Linked DNA regions of Mus musculus: region 1 is linked to region 2. A link is a contact called in public HiChIP or PLAC-seq data. All regions are on one chromosome and are shown on one strand. The core of a region is the stretch at or near the end of the contact, and the rest is flanking DNA. Distances in the headings are between cores, read along the strand shown.

Region 1 (2,836 bases), core at 202-2,701, 200 kb before region 2:
GTCACAGAAGTGCAGTTTGTAATAGGATCATGTGGTGTGGGGGCCCTTGAAGGTATTGGGTGAGCAAGGACTTGGATAAAACACAGGTAAGGCTGTGACAGAGGAAAAGCCTGGAGATGGGCAGGGAGTGGCTATGCAGCAACAAGACACTCCTAAAGGCAGTCCATGCAGGACTTCACAGTGCAGACTATATAGCACTCCAGAGAGTATATATAGCATGCCATGGGGCATATATATCACTCCATAGGGCATATATAGTATTCTACAGGGCATATATAGCATGCCATAGGTCATATATAGCACTCCATAGGGCATATATAGCACTCCATGGGGAATATATGGCACTCCATAGGGTATATATAGCACTCTAAAGGGTATATACAGCACCCTGTAGGGTATATATAGCACTCCATAAGGCATATATAGTATTTCATGGGGCATATATAGCATTCCATAGGACATATATAGTACAGCATAGGGCATATATAGCATTCCATGAGGTGCAGACTTAGTGCTTTTTCTTTCTTTTTTATAAACACAATGAGAAGGCTTTGAAGTCAGGATGGCATAATGGAAGGATTTTTTTTTTTAAGTGCCTACGATATAGCCCAGCATCTGGTGTGTATTAAGCAAGCTATCACTAAATCACTTCCCTAGCCCACAAATGCAGGATTTTTAAAAACCGTATTTATTTATTTTATTTATGTGTATGAGTTTTTCCTTCATGTCTATCTGTGCACCATATGTGTGCCTGGTGTGCAAAGAGGTCAGAAGAGTTCTCTTCAGCCCCAGATGGCAGGATTTTAAGTCCTAGAATTAGCAGTCCAGAGACTGCAGTTTCCCACAGCTGACAGTGACGTCCCCACAGCTGCTGACTACAGGGGTAGCAGTGGAGGAGGTGGGACGCTGTTGGTCTGGCGGTACACGGAAAAGCAAAAGCAGCCACCACGGAGCTGGAGAGAGTTTGTGAGGGAAAGGAAGCACCCGTGAATGGCCCGCCTGCAGCTTCGGACAACCGAGCACCACCACATCCAACATTCTGGACAACGGACCTTCTAGGGAAGTGTTTGCGGCGTTTGCTGATCTGGCCTTGAGGTCTGCTCTCTCAGCTCAGGCTTGCTGTCTCCATTGTGTAGATGAGGAGACTGAGGGCCTGGCAGGAGATGTGACCTGCCTAACAAACATACACGCCACAGAGTAGAGGAGCTGTGTTTAGATTCTCTGGGGACTTGTGCTCAGGTCCCATCCTGCGTCTGGTCACGGCTGGGATGGAATTAGCATCGTGACCTCGCCACCAGGAGCTCTGGAGGGAAGACATTTGTGAGGCAGGTGGGCAAAGGAGGAAGGTGCTCCTGAGGCAAATGGGATTCTAACACCTGCTGGTCAGTCCCTTTGAAGAGGCTCAGGCTTTAGCTGCCTGGCTGGGCCACAAGGAACAGGTGGTGACTGCTGAAATCTCCGGGCGGAGCTGAGGGAAGGAGCTGTGGCCAGTCACTACTGGCCAGGAACAATGGGCTGCCTCTTAGGGGGTGGGCTCAGGTTACCTCAGCCTTTCTTCTGGAGAGGGCCAGTTCCTCCCACTGCACCTTCCTCTCTCTCTTCCTCCCTTCTCTCCTCTCTTTTCTTCTCTTTTATTCTTTTCCCTCAGGCCAGCAGGCTTCTTCCCACCCACTTTGTTCCAGTAAAAACACTGTAGAGCCTCTCTTGGCCAGATCCGAGACCTCCTCCTCCTTCTTCCACTTCCTCCCTGACTGTCCTGCAGTACTGGGGCCACCACCACCACCACCACCACCACCCCACCCCCACCCCCGCCTCCCTGTCACTTGTATTTCAAGTGTCTCCTCTCTTTAGTTTCTTCCACACAGACAGCTTTGAGTTCCCTGCTTCAGTGGTACCTACCATCAACCTTCTTCAAGTACCCCTCCTTGCTTCATTTTAACCCATTTTCCTTCTCTTCCCTACTCTGACACCTAACCATTGTCTGGGCTCTACTTGTCTAGTGAGCAACGCCAATTATCCCTCTTATGTTCTCTGGTCTTCTGTTATTTGGGCCCCTGGTCCCAATCATTCCAAATGCAGCTAAGTATCAGCTTGACATGAGCTGAGAGTAGGTTGAGGCACGTTGAGAACATTCCCAAATGCTGGGGTGAGCTTCATGCACCTTAGACTAAGGACTAAGAGCAGAGGCTTCTATTCCCAGAGATAGGACACGATTGGGTTTTAGAAGTCTCACTTTGCAGTCTACAGCCAAAGGACTGAGCTGGATTTTATAGTCCAGGTTGGGAGAAGAGGATACTCACTGAAGGAGTGGCTCGCATTCAGACAAATGAATAAGTATTAGATAGCATTTAAGCACCAGAAGAAGGAGACAAGGGAGTGGGATGGGAAACTTCAAGCTTTCTTACGGTAGAGTTGGTCATGGCTATGTGGTCATTCTTCAGAGACCAAGGTATGTAGCAGGTTTTCTTTCCCAAAGCCTAGTCAGGTGCCAATATGTTTTTGTGTTTTGCTTGATTGTGTGTGTATTGATGTTTGTGGATCATCTTCATGTCTGGGGTCCATGTAAGCTGCCATGTGGGAGCTGGGAACTGGACTTGAACCTGAATCCTTCGGAACAGCAGCCAGTTCTCTAATGACCGAGCCATCTCTCCAGCTCTGATAAATGCTAATTTTTAAGGTAACAATAAAATGAAGTGGAATGGACTCATTAAGTCATTATCAGGCTGTTCAGAGCCCAGCCTGGATAGTCTACCTCACACTGGAATTACATTCATTACACTTGATTCTCACAGTCAGGCAGATTTTCCATCAACACTTCAGATGAAGAAAAGAAGGA
Region 2 (3,170 bases), core at 29-2,528:
ATTATCTCAGTGAATAAGTTACTTCACAGAGAACATCACAAGCCCTACTAAGTCACTGTACTGTAATCTAGAACCAAATGTCTTAAGAATTCAGGTTGCAGCCAGATCTTTTTTAATGGTGCAGTTTTCTATGCCTCTCTTACAAAAGATAATGTGATTTCTGCTGGAGGAACAAAGTCCAGCAATGATGTGTCAGTGGAGTGCAAGAAGCCATGGCAGGAGGATTTTCTATGAAAGAATGCTCCTGCCCGGAGCCTGCTAAAATAAGTACTGGCCAAGTCCAGCTCTGGACAGGGCTTTGCAGAGTGAGACACAGATATTTTACCTCCTCTTCTTTCACCCAACAATTTATCCTATTTCAATAAACATTGAACTGGACACCAGAGTCCTTTCAGCTAACTAAGTCTCAATATTCCAGATACACAAGCTTTTATGTCAGAGCACCAGCCCAAATTGTGTGGAAGAGGTTGCTATCAGCTCTGGATCAAATTACAGCAGTCACTGAGCCCCACCCCACTTCTCCTTTCGCACAGTCCATTAGACCTGAAAACAAATTTTTCCATGGTGCAGACGACTCCTGCATTTAGAACACTTCACAGAAAAAAGCAGATCACCCAATGCGCACTCCCCATCCCCCAAGCTTAGTCCTTTCATCTCAGCCAAGCAAGCCACAGCCCTGCCGAATGTGTTTATCACACTTTCAGGAGATAGGAGCTCCTGCGTCACTGAAGCTCTAAGACTCACTAAGCTGCCCTAGTCCTCTGAGCTGTAGGAGCAGCCATTTTAGCTCAGAGCCTCTCCTCCGTGCACAACATGGCTTCGCTTGGATTTTGCTAGGCTGACAATCACAAGTGAACGCTACGAGGGCAGGCTGGGCTCCTCCTAAGCTCTGCTCTTCCCAACAAAGAATTAACTGTTTTCATTTCTTCTCGAAAAGCAGCACCTTTCTCCTCCTCAAATGTCATTCACCAAAGATCTCCAAAGGTTCTTTTATCCCATGATTGATAGGCTGGTTCGTTAGTCCCAGCAGAGTACTGGTTAAATCAGGACGCCCCTGGACCAGAGCCTGTCCTGCAGCAGGATTTGGGGGTGTCCTGGAGAGGGGACCTCCAGAATGCCTTGGTTTCTTGGGAGTCGTCCTTCCACACACAGAAGACATACCATCCGAGGCTGCTAGCCAGATTCCAAAGTCTAATGACCTTTGTTAATCACCAGCCAGTCTGTCTGCATCAGCAGACCCTGCCAAAAGACACACCCTTCCACACAAAGGCTGTAGCTATTCCTTTTAAAGGAGGTTCTGTGAAAGCTCCATTGTGTAGCTCAGAGGAAAACAAAATCCCTTCCCTTCAAAACCTCAAGCCTTTAGAAATAATGCAACAAAAGGCTTTCTGCTGTGTCTCTTTTGGAGACTTTGAGCCTGGTTTGCACAAAACATCCACAAAAATGGCCCCGCTTGCACAAGGAGAGCAGAGCATTGAGGCAGTCCACCTGGAGATGGAGTCCATCTTCCATACACTTCTCTAATATCTTGGTGTCTTCTGAAACTGTTCTCTATGAAGGATGCTAACCCCATCACATGCAAACACTAACAGTCTCCTTGTTCTGCTACAAAGGAGATTAAAGGGTTATGAGATCAGAAGGAGGAGGGGGAAAGAGCCACTGATTTGGAAAAAGGAGAGATGATGAAAGTGATTTTCTAATGGGTTCTAGCTTTAATGTTGTTGCAGTCTTTACCTCAAAAATAGCTCAGAGCCTTAGAAGAGGTTAATCTCCAGGCAGCTGATACAACCAGTGGCAGGAAGAGCGGAGTGGCCTTCAATTTGATGTCTGTACCAATACTGAAATGGGAATGGAGACTTACTTTGAAAGCCATTTTGTCTTTGTGTACACGGCTCTCCTGAAGACGCTGACGGAAGAAAACAGAAATTGCTGGCATAGCCCAAACAATCCAAGAAACTTGATATATTTATGAGACCACAAAAGTACACACAGGTAATAAGCAAGAGCAGGAAAATAGGGAGTAGAAATGATCCCCACTAAGCAAACTGGACCTCAGGGTGACCCATTCATCTGTCAATCAGAAAGTGTTTCTGGAGCACGGTGTAGTCCTCCAAGAAGCCAAAACACAGGGAGGGAAATAAAAAAAAAAGATGGGGCATTAAACTTGTATGTTTGACTGCTTCATTGACGCAGAGGAGCAACAGTTGTAAAAGGCTAACCTAGAGAGGGTCTGCAGTGAGATTATGATTGAAAGCGAACAGCCTCGTTCTCGTATTTACCTCATTTAATAACACCCGTGATTAGGAGATTTAACCACCTTTTCCTCACAGAATCAGCACAACCAAGAGGACAAATGCAAGTTTCTGAACTGAAAAAGAAATGTTATTTCTAAAGGTCAGGAGATCAATGTAGAAACCAAACAGACATCCTTCCCTCCCACTACCTGTCCCTCCCAGGGCCATAGCTGCAGGTTCCTCAAGGCCAGATATGCTTCCTTCAGGTAAACCCCACTTCTAACACCATGGCTGATGACAGTTGGGAACTGACTAGACTTCACTCTAAACTAACCTTCACCTTAAGTGAGCAGTGCTCTGAACAGGAAACTCTTAAACCATCCTAACTCTTCCTCAAACTATGCTTAATGAAGGGCTTCTTTCCTTCATATTTAAAGTCTATGAGTTCAAAGTATAGTGTTTGCAGGAACAGCTCCCAGGCCCATTGTCTATGTTTAGCAATGGCTTAAAGACATACTTAGAGAGAGTCCACAGTCCATGCTAGAGATCTGAAAACACACCGGCTGAGGAGAGGGGCAGAGTGGGCACAACTGCATGCTCTCACTCTCATCACCAATTTCCACTAAGCTCGTTGCCCACACACTGGTGCTGGGAACTCCAGGGTCCATTGCATCCTGAGTTTCCTTTTGGGGGGAAGAAAGCATCAAAACATGTCTTTGCTGTGTATCCTCGCAAGCTCACGTGACACTGGAGAGGGGAGGTGTTCTTGTCGCTTCACAGCCTTCTCACAAGCCTGCTGCTTTCAACCCTTGTCCAGGTCAGCTTGGCAAACACTACTCTTCTAGCCTGATGGCCTGGAGCAGAAGGGGGTCCTCGAGGCAAAGTCCAAGTGTCTCCAGGAAGTGACCAAACAAAAACACCCAGGCCCTGCCCGTC

Evidence for each region. HiChIP or PLAC-seq counts read pairs in DNA pulled down with a chosen protein or histone mark.
Region 1: an H3K27ac HiChIP or PLAC-seq map of embryonic stem cells shows a contact between it and region 2, with 11 read pairs. The contact joins two enhancer-like sites. A contact is called at or near these places in 1 of 15 datasets of contacts at CTCF or cohesin (the NIH/3T3 cell line), 4 of 484 Hi-C or Micro-C datasets (the C10 cell line, embryonic stem cells, nephron progenitors and 1 more) and 3 of 115 datasets of contacts at active chromatin or transcription factors (embryonic stem cells, extraembryonic endoderm stem cells and trophoblast stem cells).

What each region holds. Positions count from the first base shown.
Region 1 is chr4:55,202,511-55,205,346 of GRCm38.p6, reverse strand. No RefSeq gene overlaps it. Among named protein-coding and RNA genes, the nearest start is that of Gm34231, 4.0 kb to the left of the region's middle. Within about 2 kb of position 1,451, at least 24 of the 459 cell types and tissues checked have an H3K27ac peak or open chromatin away from gene starts, as enhancers often do. A contact at or near this core is called in embryonic stem cells, where this site is marked.
Region 2 is chr4:55,003,274-55,006,443 of GRCm38.p6, reverse strand. All of the region lies in intron 1 of Zfp462 (zinc finger protein 462), which reads right to left. Among named protein-coding and RNA genes, the nearest start is that of Zfp462, 57 kb to the right of the region's middle. Within about 2 kb of position 1,278, at least 203 of the 459 cell types and tissues checked have an H3K27ac peak or open chromatin away from gene starts, as enhancers often do. A contact at or near this core is called in embryonic stem cells, where this site is marked.